Linked DNA regions of Mus musculus: regions 2 and 3 are each linked to region 1. A link is a contact called in public Hi-C data. All regions are on one chromosome and are shown on one strand. The core of a region is the stretch at or near the end of the contact, and the rest is flanking DNA. Distances in the headings are between cores, read along the strand shown. Region 1 has its middle 5.9 kb from the start of Gm40584. Region 2 overlaps Gm36894 (a long non-coding RNA gene). Region 3 has its middle 8.1 kb from the start of Gm36894.

Region 1 (4,038 bases), core at 1,299-3,798:
ATGGGGAAAGATGGTGGTGCTGAGCCTGGCCCCCAAAGGCAGCCCTTCAGACATCCTCGGCTACACAAGCTATTGCTTAAAGAAGAACACGCCCGGCTCCTCCTAGAGTCAACTTTTGTTCTTTCAGATCTCCATCAGAATGACAACTTCTTGCATTACAGCTCCCGGTGACAAAAAAAAAAAAAAAAAAAAAAAAAAAAAGTCTAACCTCACAAAGAGCCTAAAGAAATGTACCCATCCAAATTAGTTCATTTAATTAAAAATTTTTAAAGGAGCAGATCCATCTAAGCTCATCTTGGTGAACCAACAAGTTTATTGGTGTTAATGTACAGGAACCTGGGTAAGGGATTCTTTATGGGAGCATGGATGAACATGGAGGGGCAGCAGCTTCACTGAAAACCCCCGAAGCATGGGTGACAACGCGTGAAACCTGCATCCCTAGCCTCCCACCGTCAGGTAACCTTCCAGCTTTCATACACACACACACACACACACACACACACACACACACACACACACACAACCTGGAAGGAAGGAGGAGGAAGTGGTCTAGCCAATGGCTACTCTCCCCTCTCCTCCTGCCCATGGAGTATTAACATCTCCGTTGCCATTCCACTGATCTCATGAGCCCTGCCTCAGTTTACCCATTTCATTGCCATGACTGTGGGACCAGGTCACCTCAGCCATGTGCTCCATCGCAGTGCATGGTGACATCAGGTCTGGAAGCAATCATGTCCCTACAACTTGCATGCACAGATGGGCCCCCAGCCTGAGGGTTCAGGCAGCAGCCTGTGTGATCGTGCTGCGAGCAGACCCAGCACCTCCAGGGGCCTAAACAGCCAGGGCCTACTGACATGGCACCAAGTGCCATTTGGAGAAAGTGTTTCGCCGGAGTTGTCTATAAGCCTTCTGGAAGATTCCAGTCAGATCAGGAAATTTCAGTGCCTTCAGACTGATGCCAGCAGCTCTGCACGGAGCCTGAGAGACGGGATTCATCTATTTGTGAACGCTGCAATCTGCGTGTTCTCCTGTGGCACTAGGTCTGAGTCTACTGAAAAAGCAAGGGCCCTGGGAGCACCAGTTGGAACCCACTTCCGAGGATCGCGGTTCTGCATGTTCAGACACCGTTGCCCCACTTTAACCTGTTTTTATTTTCCTCTTTATGTATGTGTAGCGTGAGCTATGATAAAAACCTATGATTAAATAAGTCCAAAGCAGTTCTTTGCTGAATATAAAGTGGGGCTTCTGTATGATCAAGAGTCACGTCAGGGTTTTATAGGCGGTGTTTTTTCTTTCTTAGAGGTGCATAAAACAACAGGCCACCTTCCAATCAACAGCATTGAACAAAGTGGCTAAAGAGTAATAGCAATGGGCCCATCAGAGAGGAGTGAGAGATGCCCAGAGCTGGGGGGAGTGGCCACAGAGAGTATCTCAGTGGACACAGTGGACACAGTGGACACAGGAAGGGATCTGTAAACCTCAATGCCTATTCAGAACTTCTCAAACTCCCGGAAGGCTGCTGCAATGAAAGGCTTCTCTTTCCCCTGGTGGGACCCATCTTCCAAACCCTCCGGAAATGTCAGACACGAGAGACCTCCCAGCTCCAATCTCTGCATGACCAGAAGTCACACAAAGGCATCCCTTATCGCCTCACTGCCCGAAAGTCCCGAGCAACACTGCAAGTCACAGAAAAGTAACAAGAGGTTTAAGATCAGGAAAGGAAGAGATAAAGCTGCCAGGACTTGTGGATAACAAGGCACCTGGGTAGGAAATGTAACCGGATCAGCAGACTGCTGGAACGGGCTACAGCTACAAGATAAAGCCACAAAGATCAATAATATTCCTGCACACCGCAGGACCCAGCCAGCAAATAAGGCCTGTTCACGACAACAGCTGAAGCAATTAAGTAGCTGAGAATTAAGCTACCAGAGAATGGCTAGGCCCTGTGAAAGGACTCAGCTGAGCAACTAAAAGGAGAAGGTGCAGTGGTCAGACATGGGGGTGGGGGAGTGGGGGGGGGCTCTGGATAGCACCGCCAACAATTGTCCCCAAATTAGTCTCTCTGTTAATGTCATTCAAATCACAGTTCCTGAAGGCTCTTTTCGGAAACTCGACAACCCTATTCTCAGCCTGCAAGGAAGAATAAAAAGCCCTTGAATGGGGAAGCTGATTGGAAAGAAGGCAGGGGAAGGGCACGCTCTGCCAGGATGGAGACAGGCTGCATAGCCATGGCAACTAAAAATAAAATGACAGAAAGCAGGCAAGGTGCCACCAAGGAGCACACTGACTCTGAACAGGCACATGAGAGCTCATGTAGGTCAGAGGGGACCCTGCACATCAGGGGGGACACAGTCGCCGGGTAAGCAGCTTGTGATGTGGAACAAAATGAAGTTGGATCCCCATGCTATACCATGTTACAAGTTGGCTACGGCTGGATTACAGCTGAGTGAGCTTTAACAAAATGTGAGAGGGCTGGGGTGGGGAACGTGGGGCAGACATGTTCTATTCATGTGATGACAGAGATCGGGGCCTAGCGACCCCCAGTCACCACTCCGCCACAGCAATAGTCAAAGTGAGCAGAACAAAGACACTGCTGGCCCTGGGACTGGGACAGCCAGGAATACAGCCTGAAGATGCTCTGACCCCAGAGACCGGCACCCAGCCTGCTGGAGAACAAGCTGCCAGGAGTCCAGGCATTGGCACCACGTCTGATCCCTTCTCCCAGATTCCCACCATCCCCTGCCAACTAAACCTTGCTACATGTACATGATGGACAGAAGCAGGAGCTAATTGTTAGAAATACTGGTTTTGTAGCCTGAGACGAGGGCCTTCACCAGGAGGTCTTGGCAGGTACCTGAAGGTCAGCTGGAGCCATTAGGGCACTTGGGTGTGGAAAACAGACAGGTTCTGACTAAAGCAGGCGCTGGTTGGGGCCAGAGGCTGCAAAGTCGTGAGAAGGCCAGCAGACTTGTTTTAGCCCAAGCGTTCCCTGGAGACCCCCTCTTCCCCCAAGGCCACCATAACCACCAGCTTCAAACAGGTTCTTTGAGGGGGAGGAGAAGCAATCTCGTTCATATAAATGTTTAACTAGGAATTAATATTTATGAGGCTCTTGAATGACGGGCTGTGGGTTTAATAAATATTAACACAGACTGGGTTTCCCTTCCCTTCCCCCTCACTTAGTGTTGATGCCTCGGTTTGTGTACCATGCATTATTCAGCCGTCCCTGAGATGGGTCCCACTCCTTGCTCCCTGGCTCCTGAGGGGAGGCCTACAGGCTTCGGGGAGAGAAGTCACCAGACTGGGGAAGTCTTCGTGTCGCCCTGTCCCCATTCGGCTCACCCTTGCCCTTTGGCCCTTATTCTAGCATAACACAGCCATTTCCACGACCGGAGGTGTCGCAGGGTCCAGCCAGTCTCAGTCACCCATTCTCCACGCCCTCAGTCCCAGGAAGACTTCCCGGGTCTGCTGGGCCTTCTGGAGCCACAGCCTGGCTTCAGAAACGGAATCCCTGAATCACTGAAAGGGCCGAGCCAGCCATGAGCACTGGTGGAGCTCGAGCGCCCCCTTGTGGCTAGTGTGCTCCCAGGTAGAAAGATGTCGGTTAGGAGACCAGGCCCGGGTTTGCAAATCTCTGCATTAGGTTCACAAATATTCACTACCCTGGCCTGGTTTCCCTCCTGGTCTGGGTTACATGAATTGGTCAGCTGAGTTGGGAACAGAGCCCAACATTCTGCCCTCTGCAGTTCCAGTTATATCTGCCAGTTTAGATGCTGTCACATCAGTGGGGCTGTTCCATTCATGAGATGACATGTGTTGGCCTTGTCTTTCCTGTTCCTTGCGAACCAAAGATGGCCTCAGCCAACCAGATCTGATCTCCCATGAAACCCTTTGAACCACCCTTCAGTAGTGTCATTTCTGAGGTGCCCTCCTCATTCCGGATGACTGTGGTCCACCAGGCCAGGTGGTGCAGCAGGTTCAATGGACTCAGGTTGACCATAGGGACAGGCACCTCCAGCCTTAGTCTCCATGGGCCCC
Region 2 (4,051 bases), core at 1,052-3,551, 270 kb before region 1:
TTGCTGGGGCGAGGACCTGGAAACTTGGCCGACTACTTTCCTCGCTCCTGCAGAGAACACTCCATTGTGCCTTAGTGGCACCGACTGAATGCAGGGCATAGAGGGGCTATACCCTCTTCCCACCCTGGAGGTTCTCTCTTGGAGCTGAGACAGGACAGGAAACGGTTAAAGCTGAGAAACCCTTTCAGGGCTGCGGTCAGAAAAAAAAAAAAAAACAACAAAACGATATTCTGCAGTTCGACGTCATGCTAATTCCATTTCCAGGGCATTTAATCTCATTTGCCCGATGACTAATCCCTGGCCTTGCATGAATTAACATGTGGCCCCTTCTCCAAGGGAAACGGGACCCTTTCAACGGAGACATAGCGTCATCCAGCTCTGCTGCCTGACAGGCAGGGCTCCTGGCTAGACGGTTTGGGGGCAGTCCGGGGACTGACCCCTGGGTGAGCAAGAAGGACTTGGAATGTCTTCTGCCTTTAGCACTCTCCAAAAGTGCAGGTTGTCTTTTTCCTTCACAGCCTAGGATCTGGAGACAAAGGCTCTGTCACAGGGTGCTTCAAGGCAGGAGCAGGTCACCGGTAGAGCAGGTGTCTTTGGGGCTGGCCAGACTGTTCATCTGGTCTACCCAGCAGGGGCCTCAGCAGGACATAGTGGCCAGCTGGAGAGGGCCAAAGAGAAGCTGGAGGCAGTCACATGGGTAGGGGTACTGCTCTAGCTTAGGGCTTTCTCTGTACTCCTTCCTCAGCTCCTAGACTCTGAGGACCCCTGCCACACTCTGTCCTTTTAGTGACCACTGGACAGAGAACCTACCTGCTAGGTGGGTGAGCTGGGTTGGACAGGGAGCTAAGCTGTTTCTGAGAACTAACCCTGGGGCTGTAGCTGTACCTTGCAGAATCTCAGAATCCTGTCCCCATGGGATTCCGGGCTTTGGGAACCCCAGGGGAGTAAGGAGGTCCCTGGGTACTGGAAGATATAAATGGTGCCCTGCCCTGCTCTCGAGCTTGTTTCCAGGCTCAGTGTGGCTCTTGGTCAGGTCAGATGAGAGGGTCTATGGAGACCAGAGCTGGGTCTGACTGCATCCTCCTCTGCTACCCTGTAGGGCTAGGCGAGGTGTCCTCTATGTCTCTGTCCTGCTCTCGGCCTTGACACTTAATGAGATAAGTCTTTCCTTCAGATCTAAAACTTTAGGGGCCCAGAGGCCTGGGGTGAGAGCAGGTTGTGTTTAAGCCTTGAAACTGGGGCTCTGAGGGGCACCATGGCTAGAGCTGTGGCCTCTTGTCTCCTCCCTGTTCACCTCCCTCTGGGATATCCAAGTTTTCAAGAAACTTCTGATGGCTGCTTTAATACTCCAGGCTGAGCCAAGCTGAATTTCCAGGGCTTTGGGGAGGGTCTGAATCTATGTGAGGTATGCAGATCTTTGAATATAGACTGTGGAGGGTCAGAGTGTAGACAGCCAGGGCATGGACTCCTAGGCTGCCTGGCAGGCGTGTGAGGCCATGCAGGAGTCTAAGCCCCATGTTCTTCATCCTTTAATGCCTGGATGTGCATGGGTGACCTGAGCCTGTAGCTGTTGGCACACACAGGTTCTAATGAGCAGCCTCTATGCCCCGACCCCACACACCACCTTGAGAAGGAAGTCTCTGAAGAGACCTTTTGGGCTGGCAAATCTAGACTCAGCATATCCTTTGTGCTGGACACATATCTGGGTCTGGAAACAATCCTGTTCGACTTTTGGCATTTTTCAGACAGTTCCAGAGTGTCTCCTGGGATGTCACAGACACCCATAGGTGCACTCCTCAGGGAGGTCCATTAGACCAAATATGAAGGCAGAGGATCACAGTTCCATGTGCCCCTGGCACTGGGTGAGGTGGGTAGGCGTCTCGCTCCTCCCCACCGCACAGGGATGTGGGGCTCACTAGCAGTGGGACCTCAGAAGTCATGGGTGCTAGAAGGCACCTGGCTTGCACTCTGCTGTGGCCCTCCTTGGGCAGGTGTCCAGAAGAAGGCCTGAGGATTTCATGGAGGACATTGGCATTGCCTAGCTATAGTGGTCTGCACAGCTCCAGTTAGGCCTGGACTCAAGGGAGGAGGGCAGGGCAGCCTCCTACAGGCTTTACTAGATTATCTCATTTGCAAACAATAAATGTCTACAAGCAGAGCTCCTGTCAGGCTCCCCTTCCAGGACGCAAATGTAGCTTTTGTCTGCCTCTGCCCTTTGTTAAAACAACCGCAGTGCCAGGCAGATAAACAAGACGATTAAATGTAAATGATGTCATCTTCCTCCTTCATTCGCATTAATGAGAAGCCCAGGCCCTGGCCAGGGCGCTGGCGGAAGCCACTAGCTACTGAATCCTATTAAAAAGCAACCAAGAGGCAGTGCTGACCTTTGCTTTGAGTGGCTGACCCAGCACCCAAAAGCGGGTGGGACAGCTGGGACCAACAGCTCTGGTTTTGACAAGGACTGCATTTAAATTGCGAATATTTACCATCTCCCCTTAATGAATGGCCCTTTGGTACTACAAAGAAACACAGAGATCAAGAGAGATGCAGACAGGGTCATCCTCCACCCCACCCCATGCTACTGGCTCCAGGCCGGAGGTGGCACCCAAGGCGAGGCCAGGAGGTGGAATGAGTTGAAAAGCTGCCCAGGACACAGGGCAGTGCTTGCTCCGGGGATGGTGGTCAGAGCAAGCTGCCACACAACCAAAGACTCATTGTTGGAGCCCAGAGCCCCTGGGATCGGCTGGATCCTTGAGCCCAGACCTATGGGCTGCTTGTTGAGGGCTACTGTGAGTGTGGGCATCTGCTCTGGGGAGGCCACGGTCCAGCAGCTGATGTCCTTGATTGCATCACAGGTACAGGCCATGTGTAAGCTCGTGTGGGGAGGACCCCAGGAAGTCTGTCTCACTGGAAAGATTGAACCCCAGACCTCTGTGGAGTGCTGAACTGATGGATACAGCCAGTGTGAACCCAACGGTGCCTCCTGAAACCGACCTGACCTGCTGCCCCTCCCCCAAGCCCCAACTGGAGGAAAGTAAACTCTAAACCCACGTGACCCAAGCTCTAGTTCCGGTAGCCCTGTGACCTCAGGCGCATCCCCTCACTTCTCTGAGTGTCAGCGATGGCAACACACCCCTTCCCCAGGTCAGTGAGCAGGTCACAGGAACTGAAGAGTCCGGACCGGTGTCTGGCGCGCACACAGCAGGGGCTCCCATTATTGCGTTATTGCAGACGAATGGGCAGTTTCAATAATTCTGACATCTAATGCACAGTCGGTTCAGAGCTCCCGGACTCCAGATGCTCTGTCCGGCAGAAAACAGCGTGGAGGAAGATGCTGATGTTGGGTCTCCAGAAGCATCGTGTATTCCCGCACTGCCTTCTTCTTGTCTTTCCTAACCCTGGAGGCCTCTGTCTACCTACAGTCCTTAACCCTCTGCAGGCTAAGTCTTTCACATGTGAATTGGGGCAACAAAGTAACTTAGCCCCTAAGTCCTAGAGAGCACAAACCTACAGGCTGACCAGCACGGAGGGAGGGGAGGGGAGTCATCCTGGGTATGGAGCACCGGGCACTCCCTGGGGGCTGCCACTGTGTCTGCTCTGAGCTGGGGGACCATTTGGGTTGTTCAGTTGGAGGCCAAGACAGCTAAGACAGCTCTGGCCTAGAGCCAGTGCTAGCCCAGTAGAGGTGGCTCTTAGACTGTGAGACTGGGTGAGTGCTCACTTGTGGTACAGGGCGGGATGAACCTGGAGGCATCAGCATCCCCTAGCTGAGTCTGGCTCCCAGGCAACCCCGTGCATTCCTCACACACATGCAGGACAGATCTGCTCAGGGCCTGGCCATGTACAGTGCGGCTGCCGGTTTGTGGGCACCTAATCGGGTAGCTGTGTCCTCCCGGCTAAGCCACTCACTGGATGATTCCCCCACTGTTGAGTAGCAGTAGCTCCCCAGCCCCTGGCATCAAGGATCCGGGTAGAAATGCCTCCTCCCCAGAGGGACCCGCTTTACTTTCTGGTACCATGATAAACACCATGACCAAAGCAGCCTTAGAAG
Region 3 (3,665 bases), core at 986-3,485, 330 kb before region 1:
TTTGGGGGTTCTTTTCTTAGAGTGCTAGTGCTGGCTTCCAGGGTGTAGGCTGGGGAGCGACTCAGGGTACAGAGACTGGTAAGGAGGAGTGGGTTGAGGAGAAGAGACAACCAAGGTCTTTCTGGAGAGATCGCTGGACTCTCTGGGAAAGGGACAGAACATGGAGCTGGAATGAAGTAGTGGGATCAAGAGACCAAGGCTTTTCCTCTTCAACGTGTCCTCTATGGCTCCCCCAGAGTAGAGTCCAGGATTTTGTGATGACGTAGACAGCATCCCCTCCCCAGGTGGTAGGCCACGTATGCTGGAGGCCAGAATCGGGGCTCAAGCTGGGTTCTCCTTACAGATAGCACAGGATTAATTCCCATAATCAACTTGACTGGATTAAGAAACACCCAGGGCATTAATGAGGCAGGGCTCTAGCATACTCAATGGCATCTCCAGAAAAGGTTAACCCAGGAAGAAAGACCTGTCCCCAACTCTAAACAGCAGGGAGCTGAGCAGTGAACATCTCCCTGCTTCCTGGTGACAAAACCAACAGTCTGCCATGACTGGGCGTCCCACGGTCCTGCCACCATGGTTTCCAAATCACGGTGGCCTTTAACCCTTCAAAGCACGAGTCCAAATCCTTTTTAAGTTGCTTTGTCACAGTCATGAGACAAGAAACTAATACACACCCCCACTGCCACCTCCTGGGGGGAGGGGCAGGGTGGGCAAAGCTCAGTCCATTGGCTCCCAACCTTTCTATCACTGTCCCCATTGTAATGATGGCCCACATATCTGAAACAAAAGACAAGGCCTTCAGGGTGGGGCTCAGGTGCATGCAGGATCCCAGACCCTGAGTACCCCATGCTCCAGGGGAGGGGTGATGACCCCCTCCAGTCCTCAGCACCCCAGGGAGAGCTTCTGAGGGCCTGTCCCATGCAGACCTTCCAATTAGAGTCCGTTAGTGAGGCCCGGCCCAGCTCAGGCACCTGGGCACCCCTGAGGGGCAGGGATATGGATTAGGTCACAGTCAGCCACATCTTTGTTGGGGGATCAGCCGGTGGGTGCTTTGGGTCCCCAGGGCCTCCAATTACAGCCCCTTATAAAGAGGCGGCAGGGCTGGGTAGGGGCTTGGATGAGCCCCCTAAGCTCTCTGCTTGTACCCCAGCCTGCATCTGAGTCCCGCTTTTGATGGTCTCAGTCTTGCCACAGTGCAGAGGAGAATGTGGCAGGCTTAGAGTGACTCCAGATGCCTGGCTCGAGTGGCTTATGGTCCCTGTGCTGGGAAGGTCTGGAAAGTCACAGACATCACTCAGACTGGCACATCTGAAGACCTGACCTTGCCCCTCAACACAGTGGCCACCCTCTGGATATGCTGAGCTGGCCTTACAGGATGGAGTTTGGGAATGTGTGTGGCCCACTGGGCAGCTGCTGCACGTGTTGACTCCGAAGACAAGCTGGGCCACCTGGCTCACTCCCATGTTCATCCCTCATTCTGCTTAGACAGGTATCTAGAAAGGGCATGCAGGTGAGAGGAACCCAGGCTCAGTGCAGAGAGAGGGTCCCTTTCTGGTCACAGGGCCATGCCGTGCCACCTAAGCCATGGTGATACCCGTCTGATAGTGTCTGAGAGCAGTTTCGTCTGTTTCTCAGCTTGTACCATCATCTCTTGTCCTGTTGGGCAAGCTCTTCTTGGCAGGTCTGCCCTGGGAAATGGGGGAGAAGGGTCCAGGACTGTTGGACATCCCAGGAGGGGGCAAAGGAGGGGATGTATGATGTGAAGTAACAGCAATTTCTCCCCGGGTATATCATGAAGCAATCGTCACTGGTTCTCCTCTGAACATGTCTCTTCTGCTTTCCCTTCCTGCACCCCGGCTTTCTCTTTAGCTGTTAAATGAACAGGATTTCTCAGGAGCTGGGGGTAGCAGGAGGGCTGGGAAGAGGTGGGCCCTCGTCTGAAGGCTCCTGACTGGGAGGCATCCCAGTTCTCCCAAGGCCAATACATAAGCCCATCCAGCTAGCACACAGCTGCCCCGAGCAGCGCGCCACACACATGGCCTCACACTGCAGTACAGCAGGTGGGAGTTTTACGGGGTCTGATTCTGCATTCTCTCGTTGAGCTAGCGGGGGGGGGGGGGGGGCGGAAGGGGAATGGGAAGCTGTCGGCTGGGCTCCTAGCCAAGGCACACAGTTCCCGCCACCACATAGCTCCTTGCTCATGGGCTCCTGCTGAATGCCAAGCAGCCTGGTGGTCTGGCCCAACCATTAAGGGCCTGATTTGCATTGAGTACGGCCCGGCACTGGTTTGTCCACACCTCCTGGGGTCTCACCAGGAGACGGGTTGTAGTGCTTTTGGGTGCCTCTAAGACTGTTGGGGGGTTTTTATCAGGGCCAGGTTTACTGTCTGGTTTTGTGTGTCAACTTCACACAAGCTGGAGTTATCACAGAGAAAGGAGCCTCCCTTGAGGAAATGCCTCCATGAGATCCAGCTGTAAGGCATTTTCTCAGTTAGTGATCAAGGCTGGGAGGCTCCATTGTGGGTGGTGCCATCCCTGGGCTGGTAGTCCTGGGTTCTATAAGAAAGCAGGCTGAGCAAGCCAGGGGAAACACTCAAATAAGCAGCATTCCTCCATGGCCTCTGTATCAGCTCCTGCCTCCAAGTTCCTGCCCTGTGTAAGTTTCTGTCCTGACTTCCTTTGGTGATGAACAGCGATGTGGAAGTGTAAGCTGAATAAACCCTTTCCTCCCCAACTTGCTTCTTGGTCATGTTTTATGCAGAGATAGAAACCCTAAGACACCAGGGATGTGTGTAAGCGTCTGCATGTAGGCCAAATGAAGACATGCCAGCAGATGGCAGCCAGAAGATGAGGCAGATCACCTCTCAGCATGGGACTCCCCAAGTGGTGTCCACCCAAGATAAAAGATGGGCAAGATGAGCTTTTTCCCAGCAGAGGTGCTGGCTGGACAGGAAAACCAGGGATGCCTAAGCTTCAGGGCCTCATGGAGTTTGGGTAGCTGTAGAAGACCCTGGTACACACTCTGCTAGTAAGGGAGAGGGGTCAGAAAAAGTCCTAAAATGAGGAAGGAGAGCAGCTACAGGAACCAGAAAGGCCCAGAGAAGCAGGGCCAGACAGACATCCTGTTTACCAGGAAGATTCATCTTTGGCTTCTCTGTCACCTGGACTTCAGGGAGGTTCAGCCACGGGGAAGAACCCTATTGTAGTCAGAGGCGAGAGTCAAAGTCTGGTGTGGTCCTCAGGGCCCATCTTCCCCCCACTCCTTGGAGGCATTGGCTCCAGTTCCTGCCACACTCTGTTGCGCCTATGGTTCCTATGTGCAAGAGTCACACCCATCCCCTGAGCACACCTGGTCTTTCAGCCAGCCATACATCTGTCATCGCAAAACCGGTTGCAAACATGCAGTTGCTTTGGGGAGTCCTCTGGCTTTCCTTGGAGCTTAGCGGTGGGTGCACACTATTAACATAACCCCCTGCTGGTGGAGTGTGGATGCTTTCCCAGGTCTTATTTCCCACTCTATGGGGCCATAGGAACCAGGACCTAGGATCTAGGGACAGGTGGGATGAAGGATGCAGAGCACCTTGAGAGTCCCTCTTATGAAGGTAAGGGCGGTGACAGCGTCATGCAGGAAAGGTTTCCCCATCACTGGTGGCTAGTCTCTTTCTC

Evidence for each region. A called contact is a pair of places that touch in the nucleus more often than the background predicts.
Region 2: a contact with region 1 is called in a Hi-C map of the N1E-115 cell line, with 5 times the contacts expected there. The contact joins two enhancer-like sites. A contact is called at or near these places in 2 of 484 Hi-C or Micro-C datasets (the N1E-115 cell line and cerebral cortex), 1 of 115 datasets of contacts at active chromatin or transcription factors (embryonic stem cells) and 1 of 9 other capture datasets (embryonic stem cells).
Region 3: a Hi-C map of the N1E-115 cell line shows a contact between it and region 1, with 2.4 times the contacts expected there. The contact joins two enhancer-like sites. A contact is called at or near these places in 2 of 484 Hi-C or Micro-C datasets (the N1E-115 cell line and nephron progenitors), 3 of 115 datasets of contacts at active chromatin or transcription factors (astrocytes, embryonic basal ganglia and embryonic stem cells) and 1 of 9 other capture datasets (embryonic stem cells).

Annotation. Positions count from the first base shown.
Region 1 is chr12:112,539,578-112,543,615 of GRCm38.p6, forward strand. No RefSeq gene overlaps it. Among named protein-coding and RNA genes, the nearest start is that of Gm40584, 5.9 kb to the left of the region's middle. Within about 2 kb of position 2,549, at least 48 of the 459 cell types and tissues checked have an H3K27ac peak or open chromatin away from gene starts, as enhancers often do. A contact at or near this core is called in the N1E-115 cell line and embryonic basal ganglia, where this site is marked.
Region 2 is chr12:112,274,615-112,278,665 of GRCm38.p6, forward strand. The region is part of intron 2 of Gm36894 (a long non-coding RNA gene); the gene reads left to right. Among named protein-coding and RNA genes, the nearest start is that of Gm36894, 58 kb to the left of the region's middle. Within about 2 kb of position 2,302, at least 28 of the 459 cell types and tissues checked have an H3K27ac peak or open chromatin away from gene starts, as enhancers often do. A contact at or near this core is called in the N1E-115 cell line, where this site is marked.
Region 3 is chr12:112,208,701-112,212,365 of GRCm38.p6, forward strand. No RefSeq gene overlaps it. Among named protein-coding and RNA genes, the nearest start is that of Gm36894, 8.1 kb to the right of the region's middle. Within about 2 kb of position 2,236, at least 17 of the 459 cell types and tissues checked have an H3K27ac peak or open chromatin away from gene starts, as enhancers often do. A contact at or near this core is called in the N1E-115 cell line and embryonic basal ganglia, where this site is marked.